Regions from separate parts of the Gossypium arboreum genome. Here region 1 is linked to region 2. Evidence: chromatin contacts called from public Hi-C data. All regions are on one chromosome and are shown on one strand. Each heading gives the region's core, a stretch centred on a gene start, on an enhancer-like site or on the middle of the called end of the contact. The rest is flanking DNA. Distances are from core to core; before and after follow the strand shown.

What was found. Hi-C and Micro-C count contacts between places; a contact is called where the count stands out from the background.
Region 1: a Hi-C map of leaf shows a contact between it and region 2, with 2.4 times the contacts expected there. The contact joins the promoter of LOC108462013 here to the promoter of LOC108467244 in region 2. A contact is called at or near these places in 2 of 5 Hi-C or Micro-C datasets (both in leaf).

The regions. Positions count from the first base shown.
Region 1 is chr2:81,005,382-81,011,329 of ASM2569848v2, reverse strand. LOC108462013 reads right to left here and starts at 3,563. Exons shown (of 5, transcript XR_008278944.1): 1 at 3,147-3,563; 2 at 2,635-3,017; 3 at 2,113-2,571; 4 at 1,924-2,024.
Region 2 is chr2:80,826,703-80,832,753 of ASM2569848v2, reverse strand. LOC108467244 (glucan endo-1,3-beta-glucosidase 3-like) reads left to right here and starts at 4,161. Exons shown (of 4, transcript XM_017767833.2): 1 at 4,161-4,448. The coding sequence starts at 4,391.

The DNA.
Region 1 (5,948 bases), core at 2,314-4,813, 180 kb before region 2:
AGCCTTTGTAACGTTGTTTACAAAATTATCGCTAAAGTCGTGGTAATTCGTATGAGCTCTATTTTAAGTTGCTGCATTAATGAAGCTCAGAGGGCTTTTATTCCAGGAAGACTAATATCAGATAATATGTTGATTGTTTATGAGGTCCTTCACTCTCTCAAAATGAAAAAGAGTGGTAAAAAAGGAAATTTTACACTTAAACTTGATACGAGTAAAGCCTATGATCAAGTTGAATGGAATTTTCTGGCTGGTATGATGAAGCACTTGGGTTTCCATGAGGACTGGATTGTACTCATCATGAGGTGTGTATGTTCTGTTTCCTACTCGACTACTCTTAATGGAGTCAATGGCAAATAATTTTGCCCCTCAAGAGGCTTAAAGTAAAGAGATCCTCTTAGCCCCTATCTATTTCTAATCTGCGCTGAAGGTTTCTCTACTCTGATTTAAGATGCCAAAAACAAAGGTTGGATGATGGGCGCAACTATTGGTAGGGAGAAATTTACTATTAATCATCTATTTTTTTTGCATACGATTGCATCCTTTAAGCGCTTCGTGTGAGGGGGCTAGAGTGATCCAAGATATCATTCGAAAGGGCTAGAGTGGTCCAAGATATCATTCAATAATATGAGATGGTCTCAGGACAACGAGTGAATTTCAACAAGTCCCTTATCTATTTCGAGGCTAATGTAAATTCAAATGTTAAAAGCAAAGATTATCAATTTGTTAAGAGTTCACGAGTGGCTACCAATCTTGAAAAGTACCTTGTACTGCCTATGATGGTAGGTAGAAGGAAAACATGTGCTTTTGCCAATTTTGCTAATAGATTCAAGATGATGGGCGCAACTATTGGTAGGGAGAGATTTGCTATTAATCATCTATTTTTTGCATATGATTGCATCCTTTAAGGCTATGCTTCGTGTGAGGGGGCTAGAGTGGTCCAAGATATCATTCGAGAATATGAGATAGTCTCAAGACAGCGAGTGAATTTCGATAAGTCCCTTATCTATTTCGAGGCTAATGTAATTCAAATGTGAAAACAGAGATTATCAATTTGTTAGGAGTTCATGAGTGGCTACCAATCTTGAGAAGTACCTTGGACTTCTTATGATGGTGGGTAGAAGGAAAACATAGGCTTTTGCCAATTTTGCTGATAGATTCAAGATGATGGGCGCAACTATTGGTAGGGAGAGATTTGCTATTAATCATCTATTTTTTGCATATGATTGCATCCTTTAGGGCGATGCTTCGTGTGAGGGGGCTAGAGTGGTCCAAGATATCATTCAGAGGGGCTAGAGTGGTCCAAGATATCATTCGAGAATATGAGATGGTCTCAAGACAGCGAGTGAATTTCGACAAGTCCCTTATCTATTTCGAGGCTAATGTAAATTCAAATGTAAAAGCAGAGATTATCAATTTGTTAGGCGTTCACGAGTGACTACCAATCTTGAAAAGTACCTTGGACTGCCTATGATGGTGGGTAGAAGGAAAACATGGGCTTTTGCCAATTTTGCTAATAGGTTCAAGAAAAGAGTTGAAGGGTGGAGTTTGAGATATCTGTCAATGGGGGCTAAGGAGGTTTTAAATCTGTTTTGCAACTCCGCTTTTTACCATGCAATGTTTTCTTTTTCCGAAAATGTTATGTCGTACCTTAGAAGGCCCAAGACATAATGAATAGATTCTGGTGGTCTATAGCAAAACGTCAAAGGGCATTCATTGGAGCAGTTGGGATAAATCATGCAATCCAAAATGCCCTGGTGGGTTAGGTTTTAAAAACTTGTTTTTGTTTAATAAGGCCTTATTGGCAAAACAGATTTGGCGTATATTATCTCAGCCTCGTTGTCTATTAGCCAGAGTTTTAAGAGCACGTTATTTCTCGTTTTCGGATATTCTATCTGCGAAAATTGGTTCTTACCCTTCTTTTACCTGGAGGAGTATTTGCAGCGCCCGGGAGTTGATTGTGGAAGGGATTTTGTGGCAGGTTGGCAGTGGTGATCGCATCAACATCTGGAACGATCTTTGGCTGCCTGGAAGAGAGAATAACAGAGTTACAGTCCAACAAATCAGGCCTAATTGGATGAATGTTAACCAGCTTATTGACACTGAATCTAATACCTAGAATAGGGAGTTGGTGCAAACTTTAGTTGATGATGAAACAGCAGATCGAATCTTTTCTATTCTGATTTCGGGGAGTTGCTCGGAGGATATGATGGTTTGGAAGCACGAAGGATCGGGGGAGTACACCGTTAAGAGTGGGTACAAAATCCTATCTACAGCTCATTTACAATACCATACATATATTTCCTCTATGAATGATAATTACAAAGATTTCTATAAAGCCTTATGGGCACTAAACATTCCACAAAAAATAAAAATCCATTGCTGGAGGCTGATTAACGATCTGCTGCCCCATTTTGGTAATCTGGCGCGACGGAAGTTGAGTGTGGATGTTGCTTGCCCTCTGTGTAAGGCAGATCTAGAGGATACAGCTCATTTGGTATGGTCTTGTGATACTCTACAGCGTGTTTGGGCTTCATTACAAGTAAAGGTTCCACCACTAGAAGCTTCGTTGTGCTGTAAGAGGCGTTTTGTTAGAATGTTTTCTGCAACAGATGAGCAACAGAGACGAATCATTACCTTGTCAGGTTGGGGGATTTGGCACCGCAGAAATAAGCTAATCCATGAATGGGGTCAAATTTTCCATGTAAGAATTTTTAGGGTTTATTCGAGGGTATGAACTAGAGATCTGCCTAAACCAAGAGAATCTCCGTCCTCCCGTTAAAATTATGGTGAAGGATCTGTGGAGACCTCCAGATGATGGAGTTATCAAGTTAAACTTTGATGTATCTTTCCAAAAAGATGTCAAAATCGCTACAACTGCAGTTATAGCCAGAGATTCTACAGGAGATATCGTAGGGGCAGAAACCTATCTGGTCGAGGATGTTGCTGATGCATTTGTAGCTGAGGCACGGGCTTGTGAAAGAGCACTTATTTATGCGGCTGAGAGGGGCTTTCGGAGGCTACAATTGGAAGGTGACTCATTGTCAGTTATCAAGAGTATTAAGAAGGAAGGGAAAAACAAATCGATCCTTAGGCCGATTACTCAACATATTTGTAAAATGGGGTTGAGTTTTGATGAGGTAACTTACCTTTTTGTGCCCAAATCGATGAACGGAGCGGCTCATACTCTCGCGCTGGAAGGCCGGAGAAAGCATTTTTGCGGAGGGTGGGGTACTGGTGTGCCTGCATCGGTGAAGAAGTTTGTGATGGCAGATAGGTTGGCCTGGTTCTAGCGTCTCTAAGGTTTTCCCCATTTTTTCTTTGATTTTGGAGAAGGTTCATTGAATCTCCAAAGCCGGCGTCAAAGCATTTGCTCTCTCCTTCTTTTGGTTCTGATTTTCTTTCAGTTTCTTGGAGAGAGGTTTGGCTGATATTTGTTTCAAAAGAGGCATGGTTCAAGACGTTTGCTTTTCTACTTTCTTTTGTTTGGTAGTTTCTTGAAGTTCATTTAATTTTCTGTTTGCTAGCTGTTTTCCTTTATCTGTTAGGTGTCTTTTCATGTGACTTTTTGTAGCTTTTCAACCGTTTGGTGTCTTGAGCCTTGCACTAATAATATCAATCAGTTTATTTTCAGAAATATAGCAAAAAAAATTTGAGCACTATGTGAATATATAAAATAATATATGTACATTAATAAATTAATGTATAGAGAAATATATCAAAATTTATATAAAACCAGAATTTTACTTTTAAAAATATAGAAAAAATTGAGCATCATGTGAATATATAAAATAATATATATTTATAAATTTAAATTAATAAATTTACAGTACTATAAATAAATAAATAAAAATCACAAAACAAATACAAAATTTTCAATTTTTTTTTTTCTCTTCCCACTTTTTTCCATCTTTACTTTCAATGTTTCCTTCTATTCCGAAACCTTAAAATAGAAAAGGAACATCTACAAACAACAGTTCTGTCCGTGCTTCTTACCTTTTATAAAAATTAATAATTTTACAGTAATATATACATAAAATTCACAAAAACAAATACTAAATTTCCATATTCAATACTATAGCGCTACACATGTATCTTACTTTTATATAAACTAGATTTTATGCTCAAATTTAATTTTAATCATATTCAATAGTAAATATTTGTATGTTTTATATAAATAAATTTAGATTTAAAATTTAATAATTATAAAAATCTTTACTCGAGATTCAACAAAAGTACGATATGAAAGAGTTTAAAATTATGACATAAAAGTAATATGAAATTAAATGAATGTATAATTGGTCCGACCCTTTAAACGAGTGTAAATCCATTGGAATAAATAATTTCAATAAAATAGGCAAATTTGCGAATGATTATATGAAATTATTTATTAAAAATATTTTATAAAAAATAATTATTCTATGCACAACAAATAAAATAAAAGAAATTCGGATGCAAGTGTAGAATATTGTCGTATGTCCTTATATATGACAACATCCTACATCCTTATATGTAATTTTTCATTACACAGAAAGTTTACAAAATAATTATAAAAAACTTATTTAAATGTAAATCATTTAAATATTCTAAAAATTTTAATATGTATCCAAAATTGACTTACGAGCGGGCAAACAAACCCAAATCTATTTAAACGTATATAATTGTTAAAAAAAATCTTACTTGTAGGGGTGAGTGTTCGATCGAATCGAATGAAAAAATTTCGAGTTAATCGAGTTGACGAATCATATTTTATCATCCTAATTTAATTTGAAATTTTCTCGAATCGAGTCGAGTGAGATGGAATTCGAATCAAATCGAATCGAATATATTTGTTCGAGTTGAATTTTATAAAACAATTTTGATTCCTTGCAACCATCGTCACCTATCGTAATAAAATTTGTCCACCTTAATCAAAATTTTCTTTAACTTTCATCACCTCATAATTTATTTATTAATCTTTTATATAAGGGTTAGCTTCTTTATTTGCTTAGTTATTTCAATTATCTTGATTCTTGTTACTATATATTTTGGAATTAAAAATATATTAAATGTAAAAATGTGATTTTTAATAAAAGTTATTTTAAAGATAAAATGTAAAATTGATACCAATATAAAATTTTAACATGAATATTTAATGGCATAATTAATAATTCAATTTTAATATAAATATTCAATATGATTAAACATTTTAATAACATAAATAATCTAAAATGTGAAATTTAATTTAATAATATAAATAGTAGATATAAATAAAATTATTACTATTTATGTTTAGTGATTTTTTAATAATTTTAATTTTTATTTGAGAGTAAAGGGTGAGAGATAAAAGTTTAAGGGAAAAAAAGTTTTGAGGAATAGAAGTTTGAGGGAGAGTAAAATTTTGGAGGGAAAATATTAAAAAAATTTGGGGTGATGGATTTGGGGTAGATGGGAGGTGGGATGGGAAGGAAGTAAAAAGTTTAGGGGGAAAGTGGGAGGGAGTAAAAATTTTAGGGGAAAATAAAAAGTTTTGAGAGTTTTTTGGAGTAAAATTTAAAAAAAAAAAAGTAAATGGCAGAGTAAAATTTTGGTGGGAAATGGATTTTGGGTAGATTGGGGGGTTGGGATGGAAGGAGAGTAAAAGTTTTGGGGGGAAAGTGGAAAGGAGTAAAAGTTTTGAGGGAAAAGTAAAAAGGTTTGGGAGTTTGGGGTAAAAATGTAAAATATTATAGTTTGATATTCGAATTATTCGAATTATTCGAATTATTCGAGTTATTTGAATTCGAAAACTCAACTCGATTCGAAATCGAAATACGAAAAAAAAATTCGAGTTGACTCGAATAACTCGATTAACTCGAATAACTCGATTCGTTTAACTTAAAATTCAAATTTTTTTCAATTTTTTCGAGTCAAATCGAGTTTTCCTCACCTTTACTTACTAGCATTATTCTCCCTAATGATAATCTCCCTTA
Region 2 (6,051 bases), core at 2,912-5,411:
CCATGGATGAATCATCATACTTATCTACCAACTCCTCTCAATGGTCTATTTTCCATATAAGGACCTCTAATTTTGAATTCCATAGCTATTTGATCCTTTTAGCTACTAGAATTCAACTTTTGCATTTTATGCAATTTGGTTCTTTTATCATGTAATCGGTAAAATTTTCTTAACAAAATTTTTATACAATATTCCTATCATAATGTAGACCATAAAATAATATTAAAATAAAATTTATTTTGGACTCAAATTTGTGGTCCCGAAACCACTGTTCTAATTTTACTGAAAACGGGTTGTTACAACATCAAACATTTATATTCATAACTTCACTCCTAGTGCATGTCACATATCCCAAAAGAAACGTTTTCAAGTCTACCGAAAAATAGTTGGATAGTGTGATCTTCAAATTGATCTGATTGCCCGGTTCTTCAAAGTGATATCTACAAGAAAACAAGAAAAACAAACGAGTAAGCTTCAAAGAGCTTAGTAAGTTCATAGGTTGAAATTATATAAGTTACCTTGAAAACATAGTTTAATAATTAACAAAGTCTTTAACTAATAGTAACTCTGTCAACCACATTCAACATGTGAGGTTCATATACACGAGTCATTTAATCATCCCATTTGTACGATATCAAGCATTATCAAGTCACGATATAATATCAGAAATCATGAAAACATATACAAGTCATCAACAAGGCATCATAATCAAATAACAATTACATATCATCACCATGTCATTTAACCATTGAAAATCTGCCCGATGAACGATATAAACAGATACAAACACGCGGTTATCCATTCAAGACACGCCAGAATGCTCAATCGAGCCAATCCAACTAAGAACACGCTTGGGCACTAAGTGCCTAGCTCGTATGCTAACATCCTCCAGAAACATGCCTGGGCACCAAGTGCCAAGCTCGTAGCCTTTACATCCGCCTCTAAAAACACGTCAAAATCACTATAAATATAAACTCGGTAATCTGCAACAAATGCTGGACTCCGGTATATTCAGTGAATAATAACAAGTCAAGAATCATCATCTCATCACAAGGCAATCCCGTACAACATGCAAAATAACCTATTGGCATGCCAATTGTATCCTATCTTATGTTCATCTGGGCTCGATACATAAAATCACATAACACTTTACAGTTCAATTACATTTCTCACATTGAATCAATTTGATACAATTTAATTATATATACACATATTCAACAAATCATAAATCACAAGTCGATACAGTATTATATATTATACTAAATTAAATCGTATGAACTTACCAAGGCTAAACAACAAAAATTGCAATATCAGAGACTAATAAATAATTTTCTCTTTTTCACAATTATCCACCAACTCTTGATCTAAACAATAATTATTTCAATTATCAGCCCAAATACTTTATAATAACCTATTTAATGCATACGACATTTTTATTGACATTTTTTACAATTGCCTTAAACTTTAATATTTTATATAATTTAGTCCCTAAAATTGAAACAAGTTCATTTTTCATAATAAAGCCCAAAACTATTATGTCGAATTCATGATCATCCAAAAACAGCTCTCAAGTCATGAATTTTACAAGAAATTCATGCCATTTTTAACAATTTAACAATTTAGTCCCTAAACTCAAAACTAAGCAAAACCACTTTACAAATTAGTCCAAACTCATCATCAAGCTTCAAACCAAAGCATTAACATCTAAAAAGCTTCAAGAACATCAATGGCAAGTTTTCAAAATTTTGAAAGTTTCACAAAATAGCCTTTGAACTAGATAGATTAAGTTACAACGATTTCAAAAACATAAAATTCATGAAAAACGACTGAAAATGAACTTCCACGCAAGTTTATAAACAAGGCCGAAGGTTGGAGATTTAACAACAATGGTGTTCGGTGGTGAGATTTCAAAATGGAGATGACGACAACTTATGCTTATGTTTTTAACTTTTATGCACACCTTAATAATGGCTTTGTTTGCTAAATTGAACCATTTCCTCAAATAATTTTAAAAAGTTGATATTTCCCTACTTTCTTTTCAATCGAAATATTGGAAAAAAAAACAAAATAAATATATACACACACATATAGATAAAATGCATACATCTACTTATAACTCTTCTTGATTTTTAAATCAAAAGAAAAATGCTCTTAAGAGTTAGTTTACCATTGAGGTTGAAAAGTGTTGCGAAAAAGTACTTTTCAAAAATTTAATTGGGTTATCATCATGTCAATAAGTATTTTTGGAAAGATAAAATGTCAATTTTAAATATGATATTGTAAAGAAAAAGATTTAATAACGAGATAAAATATAAATTTATTAAAAAGCACTTTCTAAAAGCTAAGTTTAGACTTGGCTTAAACCCGAGTTTAAAATCAAGTTTGGTTTGAAAATATTTTGTTTATCTAAATTTTTATTTAAAATCAAGATTTGAGTTGAAAAATATTTTCAACGTCAATGGTAAATTAGAATTTTAACCCAAATAAAAAGACAAAAGTGCTTTTCAATGCATTTACTTTTTATTCGCCTATTAAATCTTCTATATTACAATATCATGTTTAAAATTAACATACACTATCAAAATTTTCAAAATTATTTTTAAAATTTTTTTCACGACATTTTTAAAAATACATTTCAACTTCAATAATAAACCGTCTTAAATATACTCAAATCCCCATTCTTCTAATTATTTAATAACAAAATGTTAACTATATTAAATCTCAAATAAAATAAAGATATTAAGTGCGAATGAGTTTCTTGAAATGTTAAAAATAATGTACTTAATACTCTAAAAAGAAAAGGTAATGTCCTTCACAAATGCCATTGGTCAAGTCAAGCGAATCTAATATATTTAGGTACATAGTAACATTAAAGGATACAAAGAGTATATTAATAAATGATATTTAAGAGTATAGAGTAAAAATACATTAAAAATATCTTTAAAATCATGATCGTAAAGAGTGCATTAATAATTTTAAAAGATTTCCCAAATTGGTTTTACATACATTTATTATTTATTTATGAGTTTCACTTTAAGGGTATTTATAAACGCCAAGTAAATATTTTATTACAATTTTATTAAATAAAAGTTAAGTTTAACGTATTAATTTCCCTCAATTAAAAATTAAACTACATTTAAGCTAATTGAATTATTAATAAATTTATATTTTAGTCATTTAACTTTAAAAAATTATAACATAGTTATTAAATATTTCGATGTTTTTATTTAAGTTACTAAGCTATTAAAATCATTATCACATGACCTTCTTCATTCGCACTGCCTACACCAATTGAAAGCTCCTCTTCTCCTCCTCTTGTATGGTTTAGTTTGTTTTCTTAAAATGCTTTTAAACTTTATAGTTCTACAAATCATAATCCGAGCAAATTTGTTCTTTTAATATCTCTGACGCTAACTATTAGATTAACTTGTATCTAAAGTATTGCTACTCATTGGTGGATACTGTTTTACTGTATCGATCATTGACTCATTACTTGAAGTTAGCCGATGGAACTTTTGAAAAAAAACTTAATAACTCGATGACTTATACAAAAATTTCAAATAATTCAATAAAGTATCTTTAAAATTTTTGAGGTTTAAAGATTAAAGTATAAACTTAATAATAGTTACTCTTGAAATTTTTTATTACATTATTTATATATTACCATAATCAATACCACTTTTAACTATAAATACCTTTATTGAAGATTTTTTAGATAAATTTTATCTTCAATACGATATATTTAATTTTTTATCTTACATTATAATATCACTATATCACTATAGTATTAAATTTCATCTCTGTCATTCTTTTTACATTTACCATAAATAAAGGCAACCTTCATCCAAAATAATCTTAAATAATAACGCTACTCTTATATCTTAATAATAGAAATCCTGTGGGGAATATGACCGTTGAATTCAATCTGACATACCACGTCATCACTGAGACAGTACTCCCCTCGTAGACTGTGACTCTACTCTGCATTAACACTTACCCAAAAATCATAGCAATAATCTTTAAAGAAGGAAATGTCAAATATATGTATTCCCCTGTGGTGGGCATTAGTTGCTAACGGTGCACATTATTTGAATCTGGACCGTCTGATTTCTGACACAACCTCTGATCTATCTATCAAGGATCCGAGACGGGTAAATAATACTGTACAAACTAACAAAAATCCCTGCTTCCTTACAACTAAACAAAAACAAAAACATAAAGGCCCCTCTCTAGCCACTTGTTTTCTATTTCCACTTCCAAAATTTCTCCTCCTTTTTCCCACTGTTTTTTCAATCTGGGGTTCTTTTGTTTTTGGCGTCTGTCCGGTTCTTTTTGCGCTCCAACTTAATACCTTTGTATGGTTTTCAAAGATTGAAGCTTTTCACTCAAAATGGCTATTTTACTGCTGCTATTGCCTCTGCTTGTTTCAGCTGTTTATGGTGATGAAAGTAAGTCTCTTTGAAGCTATACTTTACTACTTCCAATCCTTAGGCTTTACCTCCCTCTCTATATTTGTGTTTTTGTCTTTGCTGATATTTCTGCTTATCTCTGCTGAAAAAAACCTTTTAAATTCCTTGTTTCAGTGATGGGTAGTGTGTATTTTCCTTGGGAGGGTGCTACTTATTCTGTTTAGCACTCTAATAATCTTCATTTGATGTTTCCTTGTGTTCATTCATAGTGGAATTATTGAATTTTAAAAACAAAAATTATTGTGTTGTTGTAAATCAAAATCTTACTTTAATTATTTTATCATGAAACTTTGTTTTTATTTTCTGTAGAAACTAGACATTCTAATGTTAAAGAGTGAGGAAGAGCGAATGGTCTTACCCTTTTGCAGTCAAAGCAGGGGCCTCTGTTTAAAAGTCTTTCCCCTTTGTTGGAATTTCTTCTGGTCTTTCCTTTCACTATATTCAATGGGAATCTCAGCTAATAATGCATTCCAGCTCATATGGTTCTTTACCCCAGTTTGCCCTTACATTTGACATAATACTTTAGAGGACCAAAATAACCTCATTCAATGCAAGATCTCCAAGTCGTTAAAGGTGTTGGTATCTTAGGAATATTTATGTACATTGGAGGGTAGTATTGTCATCTTAATGGTGTATAGTTAACATGTTTGCCTAGTTGGTCCCGTATGTTATATGTGGAGTTCCATCACCCCCCTGAACCGTTTCTTATAGGAAATAATTTAAATATTTTAAAATGAGTTCTCAGTTCATGTGCTTTGGTATTTTTTATGATGGATGTTGCTATGACATGTCTGATGTCTTATTGTATGTTTGTTTAAGTTGTTAGGAGAATTGTAATGAAAAAGAAAACTCTTATAATATATATATCATATTAATGTTGGTTTCGAGGAATAGACAAGTATAGGAGGATTGTGTTACTTATATGGTGTGATATGTTACCCACCTTTGAGCTAATTCGATTTAATATTCAAAGTTTTGCTCCAAATTCAACATTTTTTATTCTGTTTCTTTCCTAAAATGACTTGGGAACCTTTGAGTCAAAACTTACTGCTGAAGGAAAGTATGAGATTGACCCGAAAGATTATATCGTAACTTATGTTGAACTTCATGCAGAAGTCTTTAAGATATTGCTTGAATATGAGGAAGCATTCTCCTTCTAGAAGCACTCGCCTTTAAGCCACATATGCCTTCTGTACTTGGTTATAATTATTGTGTTGTCTTGTAAGTCTCAAGGTGGAAGGTGATAAAGAGATAACCGGATCAAGCACATATTGAACTGTAATCCTACATTGGTTGATCTCTGCAATAAAAGATAAAATTCCTTATGGTTGCGTTGCTATGTTTGACCTAAAGCTATTTGTCAAACTCATGCTGATATGCAGCTATTCATTATTAAAAGGACTGTTTGAAGCAATATGCACTATGGAAGTTAACATATATTGATGAATATAATCATATTAATGATATCATCAACATATTTCTTTTAGGAATGAATTGCAATATTCTAGTTAATGGAGTCAATGATATCATCAACATATTGACATTGTTAATCTCTTGTCAAGATGGAAGACCTTTCATTTTT